Regions from separate parts of the Oryctolagus cuniculus genome. Here region 1 is linked to region 2. A link is a contact called in public Micro-C data. All regions are on one chromosome and are shown on one strand. The core of a region is the stretch at or near the end of the contact, and the rest is flanking DNA. Distances in the headings are between cores, read along the strand shown. Region 1 has its middle 61 kb from the start of MEGF10. Region 2 holds the start of C6H5orf63 (chromosome 6 C5orf63 homolog).

Region 1 (7,574 bases), core at 2,289-4,788, 120 kb after region 2:
GCTAGAAATTTTCCTCCACTCTTTTAAAAATTAATATGTCATTGACACACTATAAACCAATCAACAGTATTTGTGTATTCATGGAGTTGTGCCACCATAACCACTGTCTAGTTTTAGAACATTTTTATCACCGCCAAAGAAACCCCATACCCAGCAGGAGTGACTCACATCCCATTCCCCTCTTTCACGAATCCCAGGTGACTACTGTCTGTGGGTTTGCTGATTCTGGACATTTCATAAAAATAGAATCATACACTATGTCTAGTTTCTTTCACTCAGCATAGTGTGTCCAAAGTACATTCATGCTGTAGCATGCCTCAGTACTCATTTTTATGGAAAGACAATATTTCACTATTTGTATATACTACATTTTGTTTATCCATTCAATTCTAATAATTATTTTCTCCTGTGTGTGTTTTCACTTCTCTCTTCTGGCACTTCTGTTAGGTAAGCATATGGCTTACTCTATTGATTCTCTATGCTTTTTACTTTTTTTTTGTATTTTGTTCATAATTTTGGAGGATTTCCTCGATTATGTTTTCCAATGCTTCTGTGATGGGTAAAACTTTTTAGCAGCCATATTTTTAAAAAATTTATTTATTGATTTATTTGAAAGGTAGAATTACAAAGAGGCAGAGAGAGGGAGTGGGAGAGAGCAAGACAGGTGTCTTCCATGCACTGGTTCACTCCCCAAATGGCCGCAATGGCCAAAGCTGGACAGATCCCAAGTCAGGAGCCTGGAGCTTCTTCCTGGTCTCTCATGTGGGTGCAGGGGCCCAAGGGCTTGAACCATCTTCTTCTGCTTTCCCAGGCACATTAACAGGGAGCTGAACTGGAAGTAGAGCAGCTGAGACTTGAACTGGTGTCCATGTGGGATGCCGGCACTGCAGGAGGTAGCTTTACTTGCTATGGCACAGGTGATTTCCAGGTTTTGTGTAATAGTAAGTTCACAATTATTTAATAAATTAAATTGGCAATAGTTATTTCATTCAGTTATCTAGGCATCATGGCTGCATGTCAGACACTCCCAAATGTTCACTGTGTTGTCACTGTGATGTGAATGAATAAAACATGTTTCTGGAATGCTTGGTGCATGGTTCACTTTAGGGCTCTCTCACCCTCCTGCTTCTGAGGCCATCAGGTGACCCTAATGCCTTTGTGAGACACAGCCAGTCTACTGTTTGTCACTTCTCTGGGCTGTTAGGGAAGCAGACAAACTCTGCAAGACAGCTGCACACTGAGTTCAACGTCAACAACATTTCTGTCCTTTTGTGATCTGTGCTGCTTTTTGAAGTGCCGGTTTGTGGAGGCATAATTTATGGATAGCAAAGTTCACCTGCTAACCGGGTTCTGTTGGAGGAGTTTGGATACTTGTATGCAGTTATGTCACGGCCGCCACCGTCAAAACAGAGGACATTTCATCAACCCCCAAATTCTTAAATCTCTCCTCTGGCCTGTGGATTGTTTCCAGTGGTCAGTGGTCAACCCTATAGCTTAGCATCATGGAATTTCCCTGCTGCTGTGTTCTTTTGCAAGTTTCTCAACTGACCATCAGTGCTGAGAGTTCTGAGCGTGAACCGGGTGGGCTGTGTCTGGGCCTAGGGGTGTGGGGTAGCAAGGCAGCAGCTCTGCAGCTCAAGGCCCAGCTCTCACTGCTTTGATGCCAGGGTGTAGGAATGGGGTGGATTAGGTGTTTCATTGCCTTTTAATTCACTGCCCTGATTACTGCCCTGCACCCTACTTCATTTTGTTTCTTGCCATCTTCAAATTTAGGATCTCCTAGGACTTTGCCATCAAAAATGGCTCCTGCCTATACTGACTTCTTCCAGGTGTACTTTGGGCTTCAGCTTGTTCTTCTCTGGTTCACTCAAAAATACGGCCTGTCCTCTTTCTGATTGCCAAGAGATTCATCCAACTGTATATCTCCCTGATGGCCCTTCTCGCCTCCCAGACAGTGGTGCTGTGGCTTTATGGCTATCTTATTTCTTTGCCATAAACGCCATGTGACTTTGCAAGGAGTAGAAATGAACATGTGTGCTGGTATAAGTGAAGACTTTAAGGATCAAAAAAAAAAAAAAAAAAAAAAAAAAAAAAAAAACACAAAATCTAAGGTCCATCCATGAGGTCAACAAATAGATTACTTGGGTGTCTTCTCAGATGAGGCATTGCTTCAGGGAAGAAGAAGAACTGTGACCTGTACCTGAACAAGCTCTCTGACTCACACTGCCATTAGCATGAACTTTGGTTCTCGCATTCAACTGATTGCTTTTTAAGTAAAATAAAGTTCTAATTAAGAGAGAAACGAATGTTCTCAGAAGCAGTTTCAGGAAATGTCCCAAAGCCGCACAGGTGTTGCCTTCTTAGAGAAGTTCAGGATGTTTCCAGCCATTCTGTGACGCTGACCTGACAGCAGGCTCTGCTCAATTCACAGCATGTCTGTGACGCAGATGGGAGCTACAATTTAATTTTTACCTAGGCGGATTGTGGAACAGAGCAGCCTGATCTGAGTCACAGATAAATCCCAAAGGGAGTCAAAACATTTTATTAAAATCTACCAAGATTAAAATACAGAACACGCAACGCCTCATGCTGGACTTCCAGTAATTTTTTGAAAGAAATCCTTCAAAAAAGGACAGCAAACGAACCGCCCCTTTCTCATGCCAAAAAAACACCCCCAAGATCAACTTTCACTTTTGGTTTTTCCTTTCTCTTCCTTAACAATTCAAGAGCTGTTGAGGAGGCTATAGAAACAATCTCTGCTTATAAGTTGCAAAGAGAGAGGGCAAACATCTCTGGCAGGTGAGCTGCCGCCTCCTCGCCTGAGCTTTTGCCATGCTGTTCCAGTGACGAGGACTCTTTCCCAGGGGACGGAGACAGAGAGGGGACATCTCAGCCTTTAGACCTCTTGGGAGAGGCTGTCCCCAGCCTGTTCTGTAGAGGGAGGGTGGTGGCACCCTTAGGTTTGGTGGCCTTTGGTTTCTGTGCCTTGGCTGTCATCTCTTGCCTTGCCCCTTCCCTGTAGCACCTGGAATTGGCAAAGGGCCACAGTAGGGGATCCTAAGTACTTCTGGTGTAGAGTAATCTGATCTTTCTTTTGATATGCTCCTAAGGGATGGTTTTAAACTGGTCTGTTTGTTTGGGTAAAACTCCCACCCTGGCATTCCTGTCTGCAATTGCAACCGGCTGCTTAACCTTCCTGGCTAGGTTTTGTCACCTGTAGAAGACATGCCCTCCTTAGAAGAAGTCACAGCAAGGCCAGGTGTTTGAGTGAGTGTGGGACAGCACACACTCTCTGCAAGGGAGTGCAATGTTGTTCTTGCTTCCCTTCCTCAATGTGGTTCCACACCTGGCCCCGCCCACAAAACCCTGCTGCTCTTGTTTCCTGTGTGATCCATGGTAGCCCCTTGGGCATCAAGCCAATCACCCTGTCCCTGCCAGGGGTGCTTGGCTGCCCTCCAGCGATCACCTCTCCTGGGTAGGGTCATGAGGATCCAGGGGTGAGCTCTGGCAGAAGGAAGAGGGTTGGGCGCCCTGGCAGTGATTCAGCGAGGTGCTCAGTGACTCTGAACAGGGAAGGGCGAGTATGAGCTGTGTGGAATGGGCTGTGGGGAGGGAGGCTGCTGGGGGCTGATTTAAAGGACAGGACTGCCCAGTGGGTGCGCAGAAAGCAAGCAGGCCAAAGGGACTGTCTGTACAGTGCATGGTGCTTCTGTCTTTCCAAGTCACTTCCTCCCTCTGCTGCTCTGATAGGGGATATATTTTTCCCCATTGTGTCTCCTCCTCTCCTGCCTTGGCTGGGAGGGGTAGGGGAGGCAAAGAATGAGGCTGGGGCATGGGGTCAGGGGAGAGAAGAGGAACCTGCACTGCTCTCTAGCGGACAGAGTAGAAACTACATCAATGATTCGGTTTCTGTCTGCACAACCAGAAACAGTGGAGAGACAAGTTTTAGAGAACTCTTGTTATTTTTTTTCTCCAAGTAAAAATGTGCTAGCGAGGTAAATGAAAAGAAGAGGCATACATTTTTAGAAATGGATACTCATTGAACTTAAAAATTTTGTTTTTAAATTTATTTTTATTTGAAAGGCAGAGACACAGAGAAAGAATGAGAGATCATTCATCTGCTTGTTTCTTTCCCAAATGCTCACAACAGCCAGGGCTGGGCCAGGCTGAAACCTGGGGCCAGAAACTCCATGGGTCTCCCATGTGGGTAGCAGGGACCCAAATACTTGGGCCATCACTCCCACCTTCTAGGGTGCACGTCAGCAGGAATCTGACACTCTGAGTGCCTCTCTGCTGTTCCTGCCTGATACATCATTCCAATTGTTTCCCTGTCCATGACCTTGTTCATCTGATTAACTGTTTCTCTTCTCCACTAGAATGTAAGCTCCTTGACCAAAGGATGTTTACTGTCTTGGGCATGACTATTTTTCAAGGCTTAGATCAATGCCAGACACAGAGCCAAGGCTCACCAGTCAGCTGGATGGATAATGACCAAACTATTCTTGGCTACTGAGTTCCAACCTTCATAGGCCTGCTGTAATACCAAACATGTAATGTACTCAGGGCATCGAAAAGAGAGGTTTCCTCAAAGACTGGCAGAGCCAGGAGACAGAATTGAGAAGAAAAGAGCCTAAACAGAGGTTGAGAAGTGGGGCAAGGGAGCTCTGGGATTGAGTGTCCACCGTGGCCTGAGCCAAGAGCTGCAGTAGAAATTCCTTGGTTTCTGCACGCACATGTGTGAGGGGTCTTATGACACAGGGCAGCAAAGTGCAAAACTGCAGGGGCAGCAGAAAAGAATGAAAGGCTAAGGAAGTCCTGTGATGAGAAAGTGGCTAAAGTGGCTTTGGACAACAGCTCCTTCATCTCAGCACTTTTCACAGATTTCAATAACTGGCAATAGTGTTTTGATTTGCACATTTGCTTTAAAAATAAGAATGATCTCTTTTACCTATTTTCAAAATGGAGGCCGGCGCCGCGGCTCACTAGGCTAATCCTCCGCCTAGCGGCGCCGGCACACCAGGTTCTAGTCCCGGTTGGGGCGCCGGATTCTGTCCCGGTTGCCCCTCTTCCAGGCCAGCTCTCTGCTGTGGCCAGGGAGTGCAGTGGAGGATGGCCCAAGTGCTTGGGCCCTGCACCCCATGGGAGACCAGGAGAAGCACCTGGATCCTGGCTCCTGCCATCGGATCAGCGCGGTGTGCTGGCCGCAGCGTGCTGGCCGCGGCGGCCATTGGAGGGTGAACCAACGGCAAAAGGAAGACCTTTCTCTCTGTCTCTCTCTCTCACTGTCTACTCTGCCTGTCCAAAAAAAAAAAAAAAAAAAAATGGAAATGATTAAAGCACAGCTTGCAGTTTTTCTCGCTATTTAATTTTACTTATAAATGCAATAGATTCACCCAGGCTAGGTAGCATATTCTAAAACATCTGGAAACTCCATCCCCAACAAAAGGGTCTTCTCCATTTTGATTAATTTCTTCTTGGTAACTGAATGGATTTTTTGAAAGATTTATTTATTATCTATTTGGAAGGCAGAACAACAGAGACAGACACAGAGAAAGAGATCTTCCCTCTGCTGGTCCATTCCCCAAATGTCCGCAACAGCCAGGGCTGGGCCAGGCCAAACCCAAGAAACTGGAACTCCATCTGAGTCTCCCATGTGGGTGGCCGGAGCCCAAGCACTTGGGCCATCTTCTGCTACCTTACCAGGCACATCAGCAGGACACTGGATCAGAAGGGGAGCAGCCAGGGCTTGAATTGGCACTCCCAGCTGGGATGCTGCAGTCACAATGCCAGCCCTCTTACTGGAGCTTTAAATTGCTAGCAACTAATGTAAAACCACCCATAAGCCTCAGACCTAATACATGGAGCTTGGGAACATCTTGGGCAGGCTCGGTGTCCTGCTCATTTTGGTGTCCCAGAGCCCATAGTAGGTCCTCACATACTGTTTGCTGGATAAATGAATACGTGCTGCCATGCTAAGTGTTTGGTTTCTGACTCTACTGTGTATGATAGATGCTCAGCCAATTTTGAAATGCAAGGGATTTGAGACTGTAACACAGGGTAGAACATCATGTTCCAAGAGAAGTGCAAAATTCGGTCAAAATATGGTGTATGAGGGGAACTAAGGAGGGTTCCCCGAAGGGACAGTGTTTGAGCAAAGGGAAGATTGGCCCTCGTTGCTGAGGGGATGTACACATTTTGTAAAAGGAGAGGACAGGAATGGCACAGACAGACAGGAAGTGCAGTGAGTGCCAGGAGGCGTGGCCTGCAGGAAGAGGGACGCGTGGTGTCGGCGCCCGGGCTGGGGAGGCTGAGCTGTTGAAGGCTCAGACACCGGCACTGGCAGTGCTGCTCATTCTTGGCTTGTAAGCCAGGGGCTCTCAGCCCACCTTGCCAGAGGGAAATTCAACTTACTGTTCGGGGACCCTGCCCCATCCTCCGTGACGCAGAGACTGAAAACACAAGGCGGTCTCCCTGAGTTCGTGGTCCACCTGGTGCTCGTCCTGTCAGAACCGTCACGCACCCTCAGGCAGCAGAGGCTCTGCTTCTCCCCGCGTTGGGGCACCCAGGCTTGGTACTCCTCCGTGGGAACCCAGTGGCCAAGGGCGCTGCCTTCTTAGGTTTTCCTTATGGCCAGGCTCTCAGAGGACTTGTCTTCTCCCCCAGGCTTGCCCAGGAGAAGGACCCAAGCTCTGATGTTTATGGAGCCCTCCTTACCTTCCTCATACAGCACACCCGCCTTCTCCCCGGGCTGCATCTCCTGCTACTCTCCTTTTTGCTTGCATTTCATTGGTCAGACTGTGTCATGTGACCATTCAAACGTGCAGAGGGGGCTGGGAAATGAAATTTCAGCCGGACACACTGCCGCCCTGAGGAAGATTCAGGTTCTGCAGTGAAGAGGAAGGAATGGGTGTGGAGCAGATTCCAGGGGTGACTGCCACGTTCTGTACCATTTGGACCTCTGTCCCAGCTAATGGACCTTCTGGGAGAGCACACCAGGTTTTAGCAAACCCAAGAAATATCCTGGATGTCCACGCTCCTCTGTGCACCCATCAAAGTCCATGCATGGATACAGCAACATGCACCTGGAAACGTGGATTAAAAGGTAACTTTATTTTGGTGCAAATATTTTGAAATCCAATCACATGAGAGGTCACCAAAAAGTTCATGGAAATGGGTGTTACGAGTAAACCATACATGGATTTTAAAATTTTTTTTGCACCAAAATGGGGTTATCTTTTAATTCCCTTTTCCAGGGATATTTTGAAGTATTCTCATAAACATGATTTTTGTATTTATATTATACATATTATAGTTTCTCTTCATTGGCATAGTGCATCCTGAATTGATTACATTTGCAGAAGCCTACATATATACTTATTTACATGGCTGCTTTTAATGGCCACTTATTTATTGTTTTTTAGTGTTTTCTTCTCTCAACTTCCACTTCTTAATGTGGGCCATTATCTTACCTCTGTCAGTAGTTTAACAGATCTTTGTATATGAGTTAGCCCTCTTTCTTTTAATTTTTAAAAACTTTATTTATGTGAAAGGTAGAGGGACAGAGATAGGAAAAC
Region 2 (6,536 bases), core at 1,117-3,616:
TAGGGGTGTGAATTCTATTTATAGTATACTTAGCCACAGCTTTTTATTTTGCATATTCTTCTTCAAATGATTTTGTTCCCAGAACCTGCTGTGTGATACTAATGGAGGAAGCTCAACTAGTCCCTGCTACCTGTGTAGCTACACATACCTGATCCAGATGGTTTTTCCTCCTTCAGAATAATTGTAAACAAGATTAAAAGCGCATTCAGGAACTATTCCAGCTGGCTTTTGGCTTCCTCTGAGGTACACTCCTTGAATAAAGCAGCGGAAAATATTAGATTTGAAATAAAGAACATAAAAAAAAAACTTACTACTTTTATCAGATCACCTCAACTTCTTGCTACATTTGAAACCTGGGGCCTTCACATTAGAGAAACTGAAGGCATCAGCCTGCTTACAGTATATATAAGTTATGAAAAACTTTAATAATACAGGAAATAACTTATTTTGAAGACACTTCTCTGCAGTGCCTCTGGGTACTTAAGAGTATGATAGAGCCAGGCATCTGGAACAACACAGAAACACAGTCCAGTAAACTTGCCAGCTGGAAAATCCTCATTTCTATTACTTACCTGCCTAGGGTCCTTCTGCCTAAACCACACTGCCTCATATTCCTCTGGTCCAAGATTAAAGCAAACAAACAAAGTTGTCCTTCCATGGTAGGGGCCACCTCTGACTCCAGTAATCAGGAAGGAAAAGCCAGGGACTCTGCCTGTCTGTAGCACCGGCCCTACCCATCTGAATTTTCACAACAGGGCCTTTCTAGTTCCAGGGCGTTGTATTCCTCAGCAAAGCAGGATCCAGATTATGAGCTACCACCTTTCACACAGAACCATGATTAGTTCTGCCTTGTCCCAGCGTTGCCATCATCACTCAGTGTCTCCAGGGCACACCTCCTTTTCCAAGCGTTGCTCATCTCTCCCTGTCATTTACCCACAACCACCTCAATGTCTGTAGCCCCAGACAGTGGTGGAGAGCTTCGTAAGCACCGTAAAAACCGTCCCTCAGAATATTATTAAACGAGAAGGCTGTTTCCTCTCCCAGCCACCACCCTCAACGCGCTCAGTGTCCCAGTGGCTGCTTAACCAAGGCTACAAAGCCCTGCTTATTATGCTCGGAAATGTGTTAGAAAGAGCTGGGACATAACAGATCCTAGACACTATCCCTGTTCTCCCAGGAGCTGAGAATCTCTGGGTCAGGCGAGGCCATACTGTGACTTTTTGTTGTTGTTGTTGTTAAAAGGCTCTAAGATATAAAGGACCATATAACCACCATCCTATTGAAGAACAAAGGCAAAGATCAGCAGCAGCCCCCCCCCCCCCCCCAAAAAAAACCCTCCTTGTTGGAGATAGCCATAGAAACAGTCACGTGTCTGTTCACATTAGTGACAGCTGAGTGGGGCTTCTCTACCATCAGACTTAGTAAAAACAGTAGGAGCTGGTGTTTGTGCAAGGTGGCTGGCAAGGCCGAGTATCTGCTGAGAAGGGTACAGTCTGATCTATTGTCTCCCAGTTCGGGGTCCGCGGGGCTGGTTCCGCGCAGGAAGGCGGCGAGCAGGTGCAGCCAGCCGTGCCAGCCACGCTGCCTGCTGCACCTGGCACCCTCCTCACCCCGAAGGGCGACGCGGCCGCGAGCAACGCGTATTTAAAATCGCTGTCCCCTCCCAGAAATCGGGCGTCCGCGAATGACCCGAGGAAGCACGAAGCTGAGCTTCTGTCCGCTTTCTGTACTGTAAAAGCTGCCTCCTGTTTCCGCTCATTTATTCACTTCCCGGAGCGCCCTCTCACGCGCGCCCGCGCGCTCCCTCGCTCCCAGCCTCCCGCCGGTGCTTCCTGGATTTATGGCTCCCGATTTAATTAAATGCCCTCTAAAGACAATGGAACCGGGCAGCGCGCGGCACGGCGAAGGGTGGCCGGTCCTCCCCCGCCCGCACACCCGCGCGCCCGCGCGCCGCGAGCGCCCACCGCCCGCACCCACCTGAGGCTCGCGCCGCCCACGTCGCCGCTTCCGCCCGCGCGCGCACTTCCGCCCCGGTCCCCGCTTCCGCCCGCGCCCGCCGCCGGGCGCTGCTGTCTTCTGTGGTGCGTTCCCACAGCCGCCGTCAGGGGTGGCTGCTCGTGAAGAGAAGGCCGCAAGAACCAAAGCCAAGCTGTAGAAAAGCAAACAACTAACCAGCGAAAAGGGGCCCCGCTGAAAGCCGTTTAAGGAGCCCGAAGGGCTGGGAGCCAACAGGAGGCTGTGCGGTCCCGCCATTTCACCGCTCCCCGCATGCATGCATTCGTTCGTTTAGTATTTATTGCCCTCTTCATCTGGTCCGGGCCGAACTAGGTTGTGAGGAGCAAAGCTGGCGGCCAGTACCTTCCCCACACTGTTTTGGTTGCTTGTTTGCTTTTTGTCGGGCCTTAGAACATTGTCCTTTTCTGAGAAGGCCTCCGGTGTGATCTATTGCAGACAGCTTTGGGGTTGGGAGTGGAGGCCGAGGGAGCGTCCCGCAGGCTGAGGGAAGGGTGCACGCCGCTGGAGGGGGCTGGTGTGGCCCGGGGCACGGAGGGAATGGAGAACGGGGCGGCACACAGGCGGGGACACACAGCCAGGCCGCAGTGACTCTCTGAGGCCAGCTGCAGGTGTTTCAGGTTTATTCTCTGTTCCGTGGAGGAATGGAATCGAAGTGGTTGTTTTTCCTTCTGAAAGGGTCTGTCAGCTTTGCAAAGGAGACACAAGAGTTTAGGACAGGCAGGAGCAGCCAAGTGGGGAGGTGAGGAGGTCACTGAGTAGTCCAGGTTCCAGGTGTACTGGCTGGAATGGTTGTCGGGTCATAGTGATGAACTGACGAAGCAACATGATGGTAGCAGTACTCAAAGCTGGCATTCAAGGATTGGTCACCCAAAGCTTTACACTCATTAACTTGTTTACTCCTGAAGGAAATCCCATTAAATATTATTACTGCCATCTTGCAGACGGAGTAATGGAGGCTTGATAACTTGCCCACGTTCTCACAGCTAGGAGATGGCAGAGTTGAATTCTCAGGCTCTCATGCTGGTATCCATGAGCTTACCTCTATGCAGTCGATGTGTATTCAGTGATTTTAAAGAAAGCTATAAAGCAAACCAAGGTCAGGAATGAATCCTTTAAACAAACCCCGCTGATTATGTGATATTGCTAGAGGACACATTTAGAAAGTAGAATTTTCAAGTTCATACTTTATCGCTTCAGCGTTTGCTGATAGCTTAAAGGGGATTTTGTGACTGCCGACAGACTTCCTATGGTTATTTTTGAGTTGATGCACTCTGATAAGACTTGATCTTTCTGAAGAAAAAAAAATCATTCAGTAAAGTGCACTCCACCTAACAATTGCTGATAGATTATCTTTAAGGAAGTAATCTTGGATCTGGTTATACGCACCTTAGTGGAGCCTGCATAACTTAAGTTTTGTGAAGAGATGAAAAAGCTCCATAGAAATGTAAATTCCAGATCAGCTTCCAAATGTCATTTCTTGAAGAAAAATGAAACTTCTTAAAATAAATTGAATTTATGAAACCTGATTTCACATGATGAAGGAAAAAGAATAGCTTTACCAAAGGCGTCCATGACAATGAATGCTTTTTAGCTTTGGGTAGAGGTGAATTTCTCTCAGGGACCAAATTTCCAGAACATGAGTTTAATTAGTAAGAATCTCTTGGGTTCTTGAGTGGTGACACAAGAATTGGAACCTCCAAATTATTATTTCAGTTCAGAGTGGGAGTCTCTTGAAATAGCTGGAAACCCCCGAGAATTCAATGTGGTCAATGCCTAGTCGCTGTGTGGGCACCAGTCTTAGTGCCCGGAGCTCAGAGGACCAGTTTAGCCTCTATCTCCGGGTCTCACAGTGCTAGGCATAGGATTTTCACCTGGGAAAAATGTCTGTAGTCTGACCAGGAAAAATGTTTGTTTTCAAAATAAAAGAAGAAAATTAATAAGCATTTCCTCAGTGGTCAGAAAATGGAACACTGTTGACTTCATTAATGGCTAGGCCTAATGCGCATAACAACTTCATTACTTTTTTTTTTTTTTTTTTTGACAGGCAGAGTGGATAGTGAGAGAGAGAGACAGAGAGAAAGGTCTTCCTTTTGCCGTTGGTTCACCCTCCAATGGCCGCCGTGGCCGGCACACTGCGGCCACGGCGCACCACGCTGATCTGATGGCAGGAGCCAGGTGCTTCTCCTGGTCTCCCATGGGGTGCAAGGCCCAAGCACTTGGGCCATCCTCCACTGCCTTCCTGGGCCACAGCATAGAGCTGGCCTGGAAGAGGGGCAACCGGGACAGAACCGGTGCCCCGACCAGGACTAGAACCCCGTGTGCCGGCGCCGCTGGGTGGAGGATTAGCCTATTGAGCCATGGCACCGGCCATAACTTCATTACTTTTAAAACTGGTTTGCTGCACTCCCAGCCATATGGATTGATGGTCCTCTCCCCTCATTTAATGTATTATTGTTTAGAATTTTTTCTACAAACCCCCGAACCCACAAGAGACAAGCAGCCCTTCCCCCAGTCTTCATTGGGATCAGCTTCATAGCCTCCCTCTCCTCAGTAGTGATTTCAGGAACAGCTTTGGGCCACAATGTTAACTCGACCAACTGACTCCAAAACAAGTCCAGCAGCTACAAGAGGAGGTCACTAGGTCCATTAGAGACCCCAGCTGATGCCAAATGAGGCCTCCAAAGTCAAATCACCTCATAGCAGTGTTTACAAGTGGTGATAATGGAACGAACCAAAGCCTTCACCAACCAGGTGGTCAACCAAATGCTACTACTACAGGGATATACTCGGCTGCCCACCCAGGACACCACAACTTTAAACATTGCCCCATGCCAGTAGAGAGTAACTCATTGACCCATGTGGACAGGAAGCAGCTCTAGAAGAGATCATTGTCTTTCCACCCCTCCTGGACTTTTGGAGCCAATATAGTCTCATACAGCACTTGCTTTATAAAAAACAAAAGGGGGAAATGTTAGTAAAATGGTACCATTTTCCTAAGCCCAGCCTGGCTTACTAGAATTCAGGCACACAAATGGCCCAATCACAAAGCATCAGCCCCACCTCCACCCTAATGGAATTTGCTGCTCCCACTTCTTTACCACTGCAAAGCTATATAAGACCTGTTTTCCTAGTACAGGTTGCTGTTCTCTCAAGCACAGGAAGACAGCCTGTCAGATTTCTATCCCCCCCCCCCCCTCCACTAACCCTTCTCCCTTACTCTGGAAAAACAACAACAAAAGCACAAGTTTTTAGTTGAGATGCTCTCACCAAGGTAGTTTCTGAATATATAGGGGGTCAAGAAATCACAGCGAATTGTAAGTTGGATACTTTAGCCAATACTTTCAAAAGCAAAATTCTAAAAATTCCTTTATAGTAAAATTATTATGTGTGGAATGGGCACACCTTTTAATATGCTTCAAAGGAGCACTGGGTCTTATATGATTTTTGTCCACTCAAAACATGCTTCTCAGTGGCGTTTGACTACATCACCTTCTGGACTCCAACTTTGGGCTATTCCCTGAGAATCTGGACAGGGCTGTTACAGGGATCTCTGTATTCTAGAATGTTCCTTCAGCACTCAGATAGACTGAGTTCTCTTAGATCCCAATGCCCTGTGAGCTCAGTGGTCAGCTCTGAGGATGAGGCCTCTACAGTCAAAGCCCACAGATCCAGTTTGGCCTGTGACTCCTGGGGTAACTTCAAGGGGTGCTTTAGAGGACACATCCTGTTCTTCCAGAAATGCCCTAGAGAAAGGTCCCCCACCTAAGGCATCCCCAGGATGGGCGGATGAATGTGGCAGGAGGCATCTTCACTGCTGGCTCCTTGATTTTCCTCTCGGAGAGTAAGAATAAAAAAACAGCCTTTGATGTCAATGCCGGCCCTTCAGATGCCTTAGAAAAATAACATGTCTTGGCAGGAGTGACTGCCATGCTGGCTGTGTTTCATAGTAGCCCAGCTCTGAGCTGCCACTCAAAGAACATGCAATGGGGGCTTTGACTGGGAGATACAGCCCTGGTATTTGCCACAATTGAGTGACATAATTGTGATGGTGCAAGTGTTCAGAAACCTTGTAGGTTTTCTTCCTGGTGTTTCTTGAGTTCTTATTATGGGGATATTTGTTTATCTCATGAGTCTCTCATCCCCAGGACTGCAAACTCTGCAGGAAATGATCTTTAAGGGCTGGATTCTGTATTATGTTTAAGGTCCTGGAGAAAAACAGTGGCAACCTCCCAAAGACAAGACAGGCTTCTGAGCCTGGGATGTGGTTGGGTCAGTGGGGTCAGTGTTGACTGCCCCTAGGCCAACCACTGCAGGAAACAGAATTATAAGCCTGTCTCATCAGGGGAGAGTGGCCCTCAGGAGCCTGATTTCTATATCCTCTTTGACATTTTCAAAACTCTGCTCTCGTGCCAGACATTCAGAGGAGAGCGAAGAACATTTTAGAAGGAGGAAAATGTTTATTTGTTTGAAGACTTGCTCAGTAATCCACTTATGCTGTTTACATTAGTTAAACAACCTTT

Evidence for each region. Hi-C and Micro-C count contacts between places; a contact is called where the count stands out from the background.
Region 1: a Micro-C map of ear pinna shows a contact between it and region 2, with 2.5 times the contacts expected there. The contact joins the enhancer-like site here to the promoter of C6H5orf63 in region 2. A contact is called at or near these places in 2 of 6 Hi-C or Micro-C datasets (ear pinna and an unstated tissue).

The regions. Positions count from the first base shown.
Region 1 is chr6:16,367,178-16,374,751 of mOryCun1.1, forward strand. No RefSeq gene overlaps it. Among named protein-coding and RNA genes, the nearest start is that of MEGF10, 61 kb to the right of the region's middle. Within about 2 kb of position 3,539, at least 1 of the 8 cell types and tissues checked has an H3K27ac peak or open chromatin away from gene starts, as enhancers often do.
Region 2 is chr6:16,249,319-16,255,854 of mOryCun1.1, forward strand. C6H5orf63 (chromosome 6 C5orf63 homolog) reads right to left here and starts at 2,367. Exons shown (of 5, transcript XR_011389679.1): 1 at 1,978-2,367; 2 at 149-251.